Linked DNA regions of Mus musculus: regions 2, 3, 4 and 5 are each linked to region 1. Evidence: chromatin contacts called from public HiChIP or PLAC-seq, Micro-C and promoter capture Hi-C data. All regions are on one chromosome and are shown on one strand. The core of a region is the stretch at or near the end of the contact, and the rest is flanking DNA. Distances in the headings are between cores, read along the strand shown. Region 1 holds the start of Bmp8a (bone morphogenetic protein 8a). Region 2 holds the start of Akirin1 (akirin 1). Region 3 holds the start of Ndufs5 (NADH:ubiquinone oxidoreductase core subunit S5). Region 4 overlaps Macf1 (microtubule-actin crosslinking factor 1). Region 5 overlaps Macf1 (microtubule-actin crosslinking factor 1).

Region 1 (2,523 bases), core at 11-2,510:
AGGGTCAGCTCTGGTCATTTTGATATGACCACAGGTTTCCACACTGAACTTTGTCCCTCCCTCTCTTCAGGGCTGCGTTTATCACAGTGACAGCATCACGGTCTGGTTACTCATCAGTATACCCAGGACTGTTTTCCGATGCTACCTAGGGGACCTGGACATCTCCAGATCCCAACTCCTGGGTGCCTTAGTGGGGCAAAGACCCTGGGCACAGGCGCAAAAAACGGACCTTCCAATCCTGATCTCCTGCAGTCGCCCCTCCCTGTGGTTTTACTGAACCATGGCTCCCTGTCCCAGGGGCCTTGTATTACCCGAGGGCATCATCCCCCGACAGGCGGCCACCCTCTCCTCCACCTACCGCCCCATCCGGATCCCTGACGCCCTGCACTCACCCATGTTGACGAAGCTCATGACCAGGTCGGCACGGCCTAAGTGAGCCTGTGGTGGCCCGCCGTCGTCGTCATCGGTCATGGCGTGGTATAGGTCCAACATGAAGAGGGGCGCGGACGCTGGCTGCCGGGCAGCGGCGGGTTGTGCACGGGGTCGGGGCCGTCCCGGTAGCCCGAGCACCGCCAGGATTTCACGCTGCATGTCGCGGCGCTCGCGCGCTCCCAGGCGACGCTGGGGACAGGTGTGCGGGGGACGCGGACCGTGGCCGCCTCCCAGCGCGCACAGAGCAAGGCCCAATAGCCAGAGTGGCCCGGGACGCATAGCCATCTCGGACTTTCAGCCGGCGCGCATCCACTGGTAGCTGGTCGGGCTCGGGCGCTACGCCCAGACGGGGAGGACCAGACGGCGCACCTGTCGCTGGCAGCTTTACAGCAGCTGCTCACCACGCACTCGGCAGGCGATCGCCGCGTCGGTAGGTCCCTCAGAGCAACGTGGGCTCTCACGGCGCTGACTTGCGAGTGTCCGCAGGAGGACTTTGGTGGCAGCTCAGACCGCCGAGCGCTCTTCCTCGGCCCCGCCCCTTCCCCGACCAGCCAATGGGATCACGGGGGCGGGTCCGAGTGCGGAAAGACGCCTGGGGATGGTCGCACTACTACTTGTGCGCGAAGTGGTGGGAGCCGCCTGGTGCACCCGTAGGTGGGAACGAACGGGCTGAAGAGAGGCCTTTAAGGGTGTCTTGGGTCCCCATCCAGCTTCCGGGGCTCATACCTGGCTACACGAGGAGACATTGGGGCCTCTGAAGCAGGCACCAGGGTGGGATCCTGAGTCCCGGAGCAGCGGTAGGACCCGTAGTGTCTCACCTTCTGCTCTGGAAGTCTCTGCATGCGCCCCTAGTTCCGGCCGTCGGGGCGGGGCGGGTGCCAGCAGTGCAGCGAGGGTGGGGCACACATTCCGTTGCCAGCAGGAACCAGGGCCCAGCCCCCGCTACTCCTCCGCTCCAGACTTCTTCTTCACCCAGCGGTTCCCTTTGTAGATCCAACCCAGGATAGGGCTCTGAGCCTCCTGAAGTAGGGTCACCTTCGCTTATCTCATTTGTGACAACTCCCCAGGGGCTTGCAAGAAAGAGACCTTGCAAAAACTCCCTGACTGGTTCCGCCCCTTTATGCACTCCGGCCTCCCAAGGCGGCTGCCACAGCACTGATACAGACCATAAAGGTGTTGGTGTGGCTCAAGTGGAGCAGCGAAAGAGCTCCGGGAGGCTGGAAGGAATAGAACAGGAAAGACGGAAGTCAGTAGGAGGAAAGCACCCAGCAGAGGGACTGGCTGTGTCAAGACTGGGAGTGTCATAATGACAGGTAACAGGGCTTTCAGACCTATTAGTGTTTACAAGCCACTATAGGCACACAGCTGCCTCTTTTCCTTTTCTTCTTCCTTTTTTTACCCCTCTCTTTCTTTCTTAGCTTACACAAAGCAATTTATTAACAAAATAATTTTTGAGAAATTCTGTTCACAGATCACGATGATCCCCCTTCCTTCAAGTTCTGTCACACGGGATGGGAGTGACAACCTCAACCTGCCTAATCTTCACATTCCTGAACAAACAAGAGCGCTGAGGGTTGACTGGGCTCCAGATCCAGGGGGTCTTGGATCTGTTTCCACCTGCGGTCTGGAGTTTGATACGAGGGCAATGGCGCCCAGCTCCTTGCACCTCTGGTCCATATCGGTAACATCACTGAAGGATGTAAAGATACAGTAGACACCGAATACATTCTGTCCTTCAGCCACTTGAGGTCTAAGACCGATAGCTTGTTTTTTTCCTTCCCCTTGGGAGGTGCTATTTCTGAATGTCTTCTCCAGATTTCTATACCAGCCCTGCCCCGCTCTGAGGTAGGTTCTCACAATGTAGCATTGGCGGACCTGGAACTTGACCTATAGAACAGGCTGGCCTCAAACTCATAGATATGCCTGCCTATCCCTGCCTCTGGGATTATGGCATGTGCTACTGTGCCCCACAAAGGCTTAAAACAAAACAAAACAAACAAACAAACAAACAAAAAACCGGGAAACCTGAGTGCTAAGCACTTTACCTCAGGTCAGCCTTCATGTGGTTGTTTGGAATTGAATTTTTAGGAC
Region 2 (2,523 bases), core at 16-2,515, 410 kb after region 1:
TAAGGGGGAAAAATGATTTAAAGGGACTGCAGGTTTTCCTAATGCTTGAGGAACAACAATAAGAAGAAAACAAAGAAACAACTTGGCCAAATCCACTTTTGAGGGATTATTTCTGGGATCCCTCTAATTTGCTGAATATGGGTGCTGAAGCGCGTTCCCTCCTCCTACTGCAATATGATAGGCATCTTTACTGCCCCATGAGTCCTTCTTTTTGCCTTGTCTAAAACGAAGTGCCTTACTCAAGTCGAGTCACTGTATTAGATATTTGAATTTTGAGTACAGAATCTCTGTATACTTAAGGATTCTCAAATACTAGCCAACCAACTACCCACTTCAAGCCATACCCGAAACAAGACAATAGCCACACGATAAAACAAGGTCAGTCCGTCTCTTAAGAAATAGTCTGGTTGAAATTGCATTCCATGGCTTCTGCTCCCTAAAGAATTCTAGAAATCAAGTCTTCCTAAAAGCACCTTGCGGCGCTACATACGCTCACGCCCCTTCCCCTCTATCCGTCTCCCGCCCCACTCATGGCTGGGTTCGTGAGCAGAATCCAATTTTCCATGGCCCACTGGATCTCCCGGGAGGTTCCGCACAAGCGGAGGCAGGAGGGGCTTCAGGGACACCAAGAGCCTTCGGCGGTCTGGGGTATCCCCACCTCATTTTGGTGCCCACCCCTCAGACTCTCCAGCTCCAGGAAACCCGAAAACCGACACTGTGGGGTCACTGCCCTTCCCGGATGTCTCTCGTCCCCGGAAGCAACCGGGCCCAGCAGCACCCCAGTTCCTTTTTCTCCCAAGGCCGATATGGGGTGCGGAGGTGATCTCGGCCGGTGTCCACGACCCCCGCACCCTCCCCGCCCCCCACGCCCGGGCCTGGCTTCCTGCCAAGTCCGCAGCAGCAGCGCAGGTTACCGGGAGTTGGAAGACGACGCTCGCTGCCGGGTGGGGCAGGCTGCTGGAGGCTCGCCGGCGGCGTCTGCATCTGAAGCGGCGGCGGCTCGGCGTCCGGGGGCCTGAGGCCCGGAGTGGGGCCGGGCAGAGGGGCGCAGCGTCGCCGCTTCGGGGAACCGGGGCTCAGCAGCGCCGCCTCGAACTCCATGGGCCGCTTCAGTGTCGCCCCGCACGCCATCCCGCGGAAGGGCCAGAGACCAGACGCAGACGCGGCAGCAAGGACTGCCCTGGATCCAACTCTTCAGCTACGGCTCCCAAGCCAAGCCGGCTCCAATGGCGCCTCCGGCACCCGGCAGCCGCGCTGGCCCCGCCTCCTGTGACGTCACGGGCGTGCGCCACCGCCCGGCAGAGGGGAAGAAGTCGGAAAAGGGCCGATCCGGGAGGCCCGCGAGCCTGGGCTCGGCCCATGGCGCCCCCTGCGGAAGAAGTAGGCCGGTCTGGGCGGAGAGCGTGGTCGCCTAGCAACACCCCCGCCCCCGCCCCTCCCAGGGCCCCCCCCTTCACGCTCTCTGCCGGAGTGGCCTGGGAGGTCTTTCGCACCTGCGCGGCAGGGGCCTCGGGGGCGGGGGATGGGAGAGACCCTGGGAGACCGGGGTTCCCTTGGCCGCGTGACCGATAAAAGAGGTGATTCTAAAGGGTTATCAAAGGATTTTGTCTTGAGTCCCAGGAAATCTTCACAAACATAACCGGGTTATCTAAGGATAGACTTTATTTAATCCACGAACCCTGTGCAATCATGGGCAAAATTGGAAGGGGAGGTGTGTTACAAATGAATGTATTTTGGGGATAGATGACCCGGCCATTAATCGGATCACTAAATGGATATGTGTTACGCAAAAAAGGATTAAAAGGAAAAAAAAAAAAACAAAAAACAATCCTACCAGAAAACTCACTGGCTTAAACTGTCTAACCAAGTGATACCAGGGTGTTAGGAACTTCCCCTGATAGCTGATTTGGCAGTTGGCTTCCTCATCCGACTTGGCAACTCAGACTGGTTCTTCCTCGGGTCAATCGAGATTCTCTGCCGTACTGTTGGCTGGAAAATGCTTTTGATATTCAGCAAATGAATAGAAAACAGGGAGGTTCTGCTTTAGGGAACTCTGGTTGTAATTTTCCTGGGGAGTAACTCCAGTGCTTTCAAATACATCAATAGAGTCATCAGAACAACACCTCCACATTCAAAGCCTTTCTGTAATTATTTGTATATTAGTGGCTGTGATTCCTGTAATCTGGCTTTAACATTATCTCTGTAACAGATTTTTCTAGAACAGTCCAAATTTTAGATACTCATTTCTAATTGCCAAGATGGCTGTCACAGTACTTCAACACACTTGGGGTTAGACAATAAAGGCATACTATCTCCAATCTTCCTCCTCCTTCTCCGCCTCTTCTTCCTTCTCCTCCTGTTCGTTTTGGTTGCTTTTCTCTGAGTCCTCTTCCGTTTCTACAAACTCTTTAAAGATCATAACATAGGTCATATACTTTCACATTTATTTCTGTAAAATATAAGACAGCACAGCATACCAAATTGCTGGTTTTCTGTTTGTTTTGCCATATTGGGATTCAAGCC
Region 3 (2,523 bases), core at 8-2,507, 370 kb after region 1:
GCCTGGTCTACAAAGTGAGTTCCAGGACAGCCAGGGCTACACAGAGAAACCCTGTCTCGAACCCCCCCCCCCAAAAGTACTTCGTCCATTACTGTAACAGTCTATTTACTTCTATGTTTTTCCTACTGCTTTTGTTTTGAGAGCAAAATCGAGCAGATGCTAGTTAACTGCTAAAAATAAATGAACAAGTCAAATTAAAATTTTGTAAAAAAATAAAAAAAATCAGGAAATCTCAAACAACTTACACGTACAACTATAAAGCAGTGGATAGATTCTGGTGCTCAGTAGAATATGACATACATTAAGCAAAAAGAACATATGGAAAATACATAGTAAAGTTGACATAGAACAAAATAATCCCAAACGACAAATGTGCTTAAGAATGGAAAGCAAGCGCAGCACCCACATCAAAACCATCCTGTACGCGGACATTTAGGTGAATTTAATTTATAAAGCTCCCTCCCATTCTTTTAGTCATTTACTGTGTATGTCAGAGGCAAATGGGGGAAACGGCTCATCATAAGCACTGGAGACCCACACTGGGAACCTGAGTAAGAATTCGGGGGAGGAAGCCATTGGGAGAATAGAAAAAGTCCCAGAGGAGGATCTACATCGCTCTCTCTCTCGCTCTCTCTCTCTCTCTCTCTCTCTCTCTCTCTCTCTCTCTCTCTCACACACACACACACACACACACACACACACACACACACACACACAAACATAGACAACAGAAGTTATGACAATGAGGACGGACAGAGGCTCTGGAGCGGCTGCTGAGCCAAGTGCACAACAGGAAGAAAGTAGAGGGCTCTGGGGACCAAAATCAGGATGTGGTGCACGCCTTTAATCTCAACACTTGGAAGACAGAGGCAGATGCTTCTCTGTGAGTTCAAGGCCAGCTTGGTCTACAGAGTGAATTCCAGCCTACACAGAGAAACCCTGTCTCAAAACAAAAACAAAAAGGAGCGGGATGTCAGGGTAGGAAGGAGGCCAAGGCAGGAGTCCGGCAGACGGTGGATTTGCTCCGGAGGGCCGGGGGTGGGGGTGACGACCTAGTTACGGGGTGAAGGGAAGGCAGGAGGACACGCCCAGACCTGGGCCACCCACAGAGAGAGGAAATGTGTCAAGGAGCTAATCCTGAACGAAACTTCTTGGCTGTGCGGACACAGCAGCGCCTACCGCACCTCTGCAGTGCCCTTGTCAGGTCCCTGGTGCAATTCCCGACCGCCGGCTGCGGGAGGACGCAGACGCCTGCCGTAAAGGACGCCCGCAGCACGACATCTCCAGAGCGACGCCGTAAATCAACCACCGGCCGAGGAACTGTAGAAACCAAGCACAGCGGGTCTGCGCCTGCGCAGCAAGCAGCCCAGCCTCCAGACGCTGACAGCTGATAAACCGACTTTCCCCATACTACTGCGCCCGGTAGTGAGTTCTCCCTTTCAGCACTGTCGTGACCGTTGATTGTTGTGCTACTTGAGCAAGGTCACACTCGAGAAAGAGTAGTGCTTCCCTCACCCCAAGGAAATGTGGTGATTAAAGCTCGTGTGCCGTGACCCCAAAACTTGTGTGACTGTTTCCCAGTTTCACGGTGGCAGTTTCCCTTTTTGGTAATAAACATAATAGCCGGGCTGGAGAGACAGCTCAGAGGTTAAGAGCATTTGTTGATCTGGGAGAGGTCCTCGGTTTAACTCTAGATTCAGGGGACCCAACATAGTTCTTCTAACCTCAGCAATACCAGGAGCACACACATGGTGCACATACATGAAGACAAAACTCTCGCACATAAAGTAAATCTTAAAAGAAAGATAATAGTGCCTAACGTGGTGGCTCAGGCCTTTAAATCACAGAAATTAAGAAACGGAAACAGGTGGATGTCTATGAGTTCTAGGCCAACTAAGGCTACATAGTGAGATCTTGTTACAAACAAACAGCTATAGAGTTACTATAGGGACTTCTTTATACTGTGACATGATGAAAACGTTCTTTGATGTATTAGCTGACATTTGCACCAAAGCAATCAGAAAGCTGAGACAGGAGGATGTATCCTCTTGAGTTCAAGGCTGGCCTGGCCTATAAGACAGATGCTGTGCCTGCGAATGAACAGTTTCTGGAGAAAATTCCCGAAGTCCATGTGGTGGGTTCAATAGGAATGGCCCCCATAGATTCACGTGTGTGAATGCTTGCCTCATAGGCAGTGGCACTATTAGGAAGGGTGGCCTTGTGAGAGTATGTGTGGCTTTGTTGGAGAAAGTGTGTCACTTTTGGGGAGGGATTTGAGGTCTCCTATGCTCAAGTCAAGCCTAGTGTGGATTAGTCTCCTTTTGCTGCCTGTTGATCAAGATGTAGAAATCTCAGTTCCTTCTCCAACACCATGCCTTCCTGCATGCTGCCATGCTTCCTGCCATGATGATAGTGGACTAACCTCTGAAACTGTAAGCCAGCCCCAATTAAATGGTTGCCATGGTCACAAGTCTTTTTACAGCAATAGAAACCCTAGTAAGAGAGTCCACAATTTATTAATTT
Region 4 (2,523 bases), core at 12-2,511, 330 kb after region 1:
GTTTTGCAGCAGTGGCTTCCCTGGAACTCTCAATGTAGACCAGGCTGGCCTGGAACTAACAGAGATCACCTGCCTCTGACTCCTGGATACTGGTATTAAAGGTATTCAACACCATACCCAGCCGCCTTTTATTGTGGGACAGTATCTCTCTAAATTGCCCAGGCCAGCTTTGAACTTGCAATTCCCCTGTTAGCCTCTCTGCTTAAGGATAATTCATTTACGAGCCTCCTGGGTGCCTGAGACTACAAGCCTGTGCCACCACACTGCCTCTTTTCTTTCTTCCATATTACATTTTTATTTCTTTTTCATGCATTTTGATGTGTATGAATGCCAAGGCATAGGCACGGAGAGGAGGTGACAAGGTGTGAGCACTGGTTCTCTTCATCAACCCTTATTCTTGTTTCTTTGAGGCAGGGTCTTTCTCACTTCTTCCTTTGAAAGTTTCCAAAAGCTGCTCTTGACCCTGAGGTCCTTTTGCCTCAGCCTCAGTTACAGGCATGCACTGCCAGCTTGCCTTTTTTTTTTTTTTAAGTAGTTTTTTTTGTTTTAATTTTATATGCAGGAATGTTTTGTCTGCATGGATGTATGTGTACAAAATAGTGCCTACAGAAATCCGAAGAGAGCTTTGAATCCCCTGAAACTGGCAATGCAGATGATTGTGAGACACCACGTGCATGCTGGGAATTGAATTGGGTCCTCTGCAAAAGCAGCCAGTGCTCTTAGCCACTGATCCATCTCTCTAGCTCTGACCAGCTTGTCTTTCAGCCTTCCTATAGCATTAGCTCGGTAAGCCCTGGGGCTTTTGTATGTGAGGGTGCCTGAGGTCCTCAGCATATGGCAAACAACACTGTATATTTAGGACACTCTTGAATGTTTAAAATTTTGATCGACTACAAAATAAATGAGTGAATGAGACAGACGATCTTAAAATACTGAGCTGTCTGTGGCTTTTGACTAGGCTACAGTATTTAAAAACTTTGGGCTGGGTTGTAGCTCAGTGGTAGAGTACGTCCTTAGCATGCAGAGAGCTTCATTCAGTCCCAGCTCAAGCAGACACACACACTCACACAAATAGTATATTTATTTCTCATGGCCTCATACTTTGTGGGCAGCATTTTCCCCAGAACCAAACTCTAATCCTTTGCCTAAAAAATCCACTCCCTGCATCTCCAACTCCTGAAAGCCTAGAGGGAAACTCCTGGCAGCGCATGAAGCCGGTTTTAACTGGCCCAGGCAGCTCTTTTTAACAACCCCACCTTTTAGCTGAGTGGGAGTCAAGCAGGCCTGTAAGCCCAGCGTGTAATCCAGAGGCACGTGGGTCTCCGTAAGTTTGAAACCAGCCTGGTATACAAATCGAGTTCCAGGACAGCCAAGGCTGTTACATGGAGAACCTTGTTAGTTCAGGAGCTGGGTGTCATGGTACATGCCTTTAATACCAGCACTCCTGAGGCACTCTCAGTGTGCCAGCCTGGTCTACATAGTTCCAAGACAGCCAGAGTTACATAGTTAGACGCCATCTCACAAAACAAAACAAACCAAGCAAGCAAACAAACAAGCAGACAGTATTTACTCAGTGGTCAAGAACTGGAGCTACTTCATATTCAGAAAGAGGGAAGTGCGAAATCCTGTCCCCGTCCCCTCCTCAACCTCTAGGAGACTTCCTTCCAACACTTCATCAACTTGGCTTAAGCAGCTCTATTTTCTGTGTGTGAACTGATGCTCTATAAATACATCTGCTAGTAAGGTGTGATGTGTGTGAGTGTGTGTGTGTGTGTGTGTGTGTGTGTACTCTATTCCTCTTTATGGCACTATCTGCTGTGTCTTACATGGTGTGTCTTTTACATTCCCCTGTAGAAATTGGTAGCAGGAGCAGCAGGGACTGCTCAGATTGATCATTTGGTTGGAAGCAAACGGCCAGGTTCTAGTCTCAGTCTTAGGAGTCCCACCTCTAGGTCAGTCCCTCCCCCTTTGGCCAGTCCTAGACAAAGTTGCTTTCTGCCTTGGAAACCTAAGTTTTACCCTAAGTCCCTTAGTCTCCTCAGGGCAGCTAGACTTTGCCTGCCTCTTGTGCTATCCTCTTCTGCTATAAAAGTGCAATATCCCTCATCTCAAAAGCCTGGATGGTGCCAGCCACCCAGGAAGAAGGTTCCCTGCCACCCAGCAGCCCATCACCATAGCAACCCTCAAAATGGTTACCCAGATGGCTGGGTAACCATAGCAACTGGCCAAGTCTCACCTTCTTAGCCTCTCCCTAGGCCTTCTCTGACTTCTCAGAGTCACTGCCATCTCCCATCCTCCCTCCAGAGAACAAGAGGAAGGACCCTCAACAAGAAGCTGTCCCAAAGAAGTGTGGAATGCCTCAGCCACCCAGGCCTGTCTTCACAGAGTGCATAGAAAGGATGTGAAGACACTCGTGAACCATGAAGTGCTACACACATGTTTCTGGTCATTATCTTACTAAGCACTGTAAAGGCAGTAGTTGCCTTAGGCAGAGCTAGAATCCTTCCCAGTTTGGCCCCTTGC
Region 5 (2,523 bases), core at 10-2,509, 280 kb after region 1:
TTATTAGTTCTTAATCTCTTGCCTTATAAGGAAAGTCAAGTCTACAGAAACGATTTACTTATTCCCTAAGATCCAGGTTCCTAGCTAGCTTATTCTTCTAGTCCTGTACGGAGAGAAGAGGCTTGCATCATCTCACTGATGCTACAAATAAACCAGACGGTGTCACCTAAAAGTACTTTTGTCTCTTAATAGCCAATTCACTAGCTTCTTAACCTTGTTCTAAAAAGACAATGAGTGTGTGATTTCAAAAGGAAACTTCTAATATTAAAGTGTACTGACAAGACAAGAATTCAAGAGTTGGGTGGCCATCTAGATAAGCACCTGGAATCTGGCCCCCATCAGCCTAGCCTGCCTTTCCATTTGAATGGAGACAGGCCCTGGTGTGTGTGATGGAAAAAGAAACTCCCAATGTTTGTTTAATGTAACTCTAGTTCAACCTTCGCTTTGGCCACCGCCTTCCAATGCTCACAAACACTTAATTGTCCCTGAAAAGTAGGTCAGTGCCTCCTGGAACAAGCTGGAAGGAGAGCTAAGTCTCAGCCCATGATTCGAAGAGCTGAAGAGGCCCGATCTGTGTCTAGGAGACCAAAACCAACAGTGCAGTATGCCAAGAACTCTCCAGGTGCTCCAGGTGGCAACCTGGCTACTGCCATTCCGAGCCATTCCTAGGTGGTGACTCAGCAGCCTGGGAGAGAAGATGATGCCCAGAAAAAGCAGCTGGTGCTCATGTGAGTCTAAGAAATACTTGCTCTGCTCTGGTGCCTCACAAGGTATCCCTAATCATCTCTGAGTGAAAGGTGAACAGTCACAATGCAGAGTTCTTTCCATCCCTGTTTCTATGGCTCCTTCTGTAGAATACCTAGCATTGCTTGGCCATAAATGGAGTGACATGAACATCTTCCTACTTCTTCCCCCCAAATATTTTATTCAGGGCATCCAAAAATAAACACTGCCATGAGCTAGAGGTACATTCCTAAGCACTTTAAGTGGTCATTTGAGGATGAAAGGGTTAAAGTCTGGGTACAGGATACATCTTGTCCTAGGCTCAAATACCCATCCATGGTCTCCCCTAACCTTCTAACTGTCTTACTCACTAAATATAGATCATCTTTCCAAAGTCAAAAAAGGGGGACCCAGAAGAGGCGACAGAGAGATGGCAGTCTGGGAAACAGCTACCAGAAGGTCAGCTGTCCAGCTGGCTCTGGAATCTGAAAACTTCCAAACCTAACAACTGCCTTTCTCAGCAAGAATCAAAAGTATGTGCAGCAGCTGTGGAGGATAAAGGCCGCTTGCTGAGCCAGCCCCAGAAGCTAGCAGCAAACCATTTCCTTAGCCATTGTTCTCCAAAAGAAGCGAACGCTGCCAGCCACCTTAAAACCAGATACCAGAGCTAAATCTGCTGAGAGGAAGAGAAAGTTATCTCTCTGACAAACTGTGTGCCGGCACCTTGCTTTCTTGGAATTTCTCTGATAGTAAAACTCAAACCACTGACAACCCCACCTTTCTCAGCTCCCGCATGCCAGCATCTCTAGCCCCACTCACCCCTTCTCCTCCTCCTCCTCCTCCTCGTCTCACTGCCTTCCTGGTGCTCCACTGCACACCTGACCAGTCAGAATTGTACCATCTGACACCTGGATTCACAGTTTTACTCCTTATTAGTCTAAGAACTAGACCCTAAAGTTTACAAAACAAAGAACATATCTCATCACTGTTGTAGGAAAGAAAGGTCCCATACTTCAAGCACTTTACACATACTATTTCATTCGATCTTAAGAATCCTACAATGTAGATACTATCAGCAAAACATTCTACAGATGAACACCAAAGTACATGAATACTCAAGTATTTGCCCAAGTGCAGTTAGTAAGTAGCAAGGCCGAGACTCCAACCTGGACAGCCTGACTCCCATCTAACCTCAGCAACCCTCTATACCATTGGCTGCCTCATCTTAAGGTCAGTACTCTACAGCAGTGGTCCCCATCTTAAGCTCAGTACTCTACAGCAGTGGTCCCCAATTAGCAGCACCAGCAACTCTGGAAACTCAAAACAGACGCAAATTCTCAAGCCCCACCCGTGATTCGGTGCACAATGAGCCAGAACCAGGGTGGGACCCAGCAATCTTTTTAACAAGCCCTCCAGGTAGTTCTGATGCTGGTTCAAGGTGAAGAGCAACAGGGGCGGAGTCACACATTACACCGCTTTGGCTTGTCTGTATTTGAGCCACACCCAATACCAAAGAAGAGTCTAGGAAGAAGTTAATGCAAAAGCCTCCTGAGCAACTGACCACAGCAGAATGGTTAAGAGTCCATGTAAATGGTATGTAGATCTGCTGCCAGTCAGCTGTGTATCTTTGGGCATGTCACTATGTCTTTCTGATCTTCTATTTCATCAAGTATGAAATGGAGCTAAAAATGGAAACTAAAAGCAACACTATCATCAGCTGCCTAGTGGCCTGGACTGTAATCAACCACTACTTAGGAGGCTGGCACAGGAAGATTACAAAGTCAAGGCCTGCCTTGGCCA

The links. Promoter capture Hi-C pulls out the DNA fragments that hold promoters and counts their contacts. A called contact is a pair of places that touch in the nucleus more often than the background predicts. HiChIP or PLAC-seq counts read pairs in DNA pulled down with a chosen protein or histone mark.
Region 2: a contact with region 1 is called in an H3K4me3 HiChIP or PLAC-seq map of embryonic stem cells, with 10 times the contacts expected there. The contact joins the promoter of Akirin1 here to the promoter of Bmp8a in region 1. A contact is called at or near these places in 10 of 39 promoter capture datasets (the 3T3-L1 cell line, the HPC-7 cell line, cranial neural crest and 4 more), 1 of 484 Hi-C or Micro-C datasets (embryonic stem cells), 12 of 115 datasets of contacts at active chromatin or transcription factors (bone marrow-derived macrophages, embryonic stem cells, epiblast stem cells and 2 more) and 2 of 9 other capture datasets (embryonic stem cells and liver).
Region 3: a contact with region 1 is called in a promoter capture Hi-C map of second pharyngeal arch cranial neural crest. The contact joins the promoter of Ndufs5 here to the promoter of Bmp8a in region 1. A contact is called at or near these places in 14 of 39 promoter capture datasets (the HPC-7 cell line, cranial neural crest, embryonic stem cells and 8 more), 1 of 15 datasets of contacts at CTCF or cohesin (the NIH/3T3 cell line), 2 of 484 Hi-C or Micro-C datasets (both in embryonic stem cells), 4 of 115 datasets of contacts at active chromatin or transcription factors (embryonic stem cells and memory CD8 T cells) and 4 of 9 other capture datasets (adipose tissue, embryonic stem cells, liver and 1 more).
Region 4: a Micro-C map of embryonic stem cells shows a contact between it and region 1, with 1.8 times the contacts expected there. The contact joins the enhancer-like site here to the promoter of Bmp8a in region 1. A contact is called at or near these places in 9 of 39 promoter capture datasets (the 3T3-L1 cell line, the C10 cell line, the HPC-7 cell line and 6 more), 1 of 484 Hi-C or Micro-C datasets (embryonic stem cells), 10 of 115 datasets of contacts at active chromatin or transcription factors (embryonic forebrain, embryonic hindbrain, embryonic limb bud and 6 more) and 2 of 9 other capture datasets (adipose tissue and liver).
Region 5: a Micro-C map of embryonic stem cells shows a contact between it and region 1, with 5 times the contacts expected there. The contact joins the enhancer-like site here to the promoter of Bmp8a in region 1. A contact is called at or near these places in 6 of 39 promoter capture datasets (the C10 cell line, the HPC-7 cell line, cranial neural crest and 3 more), 1 of 484 Hi-C or Micro-C datasets (embryonic stem cells) and 2 of 9 other capture datasets (adipose tissue and liver).

Annotation. Positions count from the first base shown.
Region 1 is chr4:123,341,992-123,344,514 of GRCm38.p6, forward strand. Bmp8a (bone morphogenetic protein 8a) reads right to left here and starts at 1,261. Exons shown (of 7, transcript NM_007558.3): 1 at 393-1,261. The coding sequence starts at 717.
Region 2 is chr4:123,749,034-123,751,556 of GRCm38.p6, forward strand. It overlaps Akirin1 (akirin 1), which reads right to left and starts at 1,266. Exons shown (of 5, transcript NM_023423.3): 1 at 915-1,266. The coding sequence starts at 1,131.
Region 3 is chr4:123,716,929-123,719,451 of GRCm38.p6, forward strand. It overlaps Ndufs5 (NADH:ubiquinone oxidoreductase core subunit S5), which reads right to left and starts at 1,258. Exons shown (of 3, transcript NM_001030274.1): 1 at 1,185-1,258.
Region 4 is chr4:123,668,615-123,671,137 of GRCm38.p6, forward strand. The region is part of intron 1 of Macf1 (microtubule-actin crosslinking factor 1); the gene reads right to left. It overlaps Gm12925 (predicted gene 12925), which reads left to right. Exons shown (of 4, transcript NR_136925.1): 3 at 10-101; 4 at 2,305-2,523. Among named protein-coding and RNA genes, the nearest start is that of Gm12925, 4.0 kb to the left of the region's middle. Within about 2 kb of position 1,262, at least 39 of the 459 cell types and tissues checked have an H3K27ac peak or open chromatin away from gene starts, as enhancers often do. A contact at or near this core is called in embryonic stem cells and hippocampal neurons, where this site is marked.
Region 5 is chr4:123,623,387-123,625,909 of GRCm38.p6, forward strand. All of the region lies in intron 1 of Macf1 (microtubule-actin crosslinking factor 1), which reads right to left. Among named protein-coding and RNA genes, the nearest start is that of Mir6398, 8.2 kb to the left of the region's middle. Within about 2 kb of position 1,260, at least 96 of the 459 cell types and tissues checked have an H3K27ac peak or open chromatin away from gene starts, as enhancers often do. A contact at or near this core is called in adipose tissue and embryonic stem cells, where this site is marked.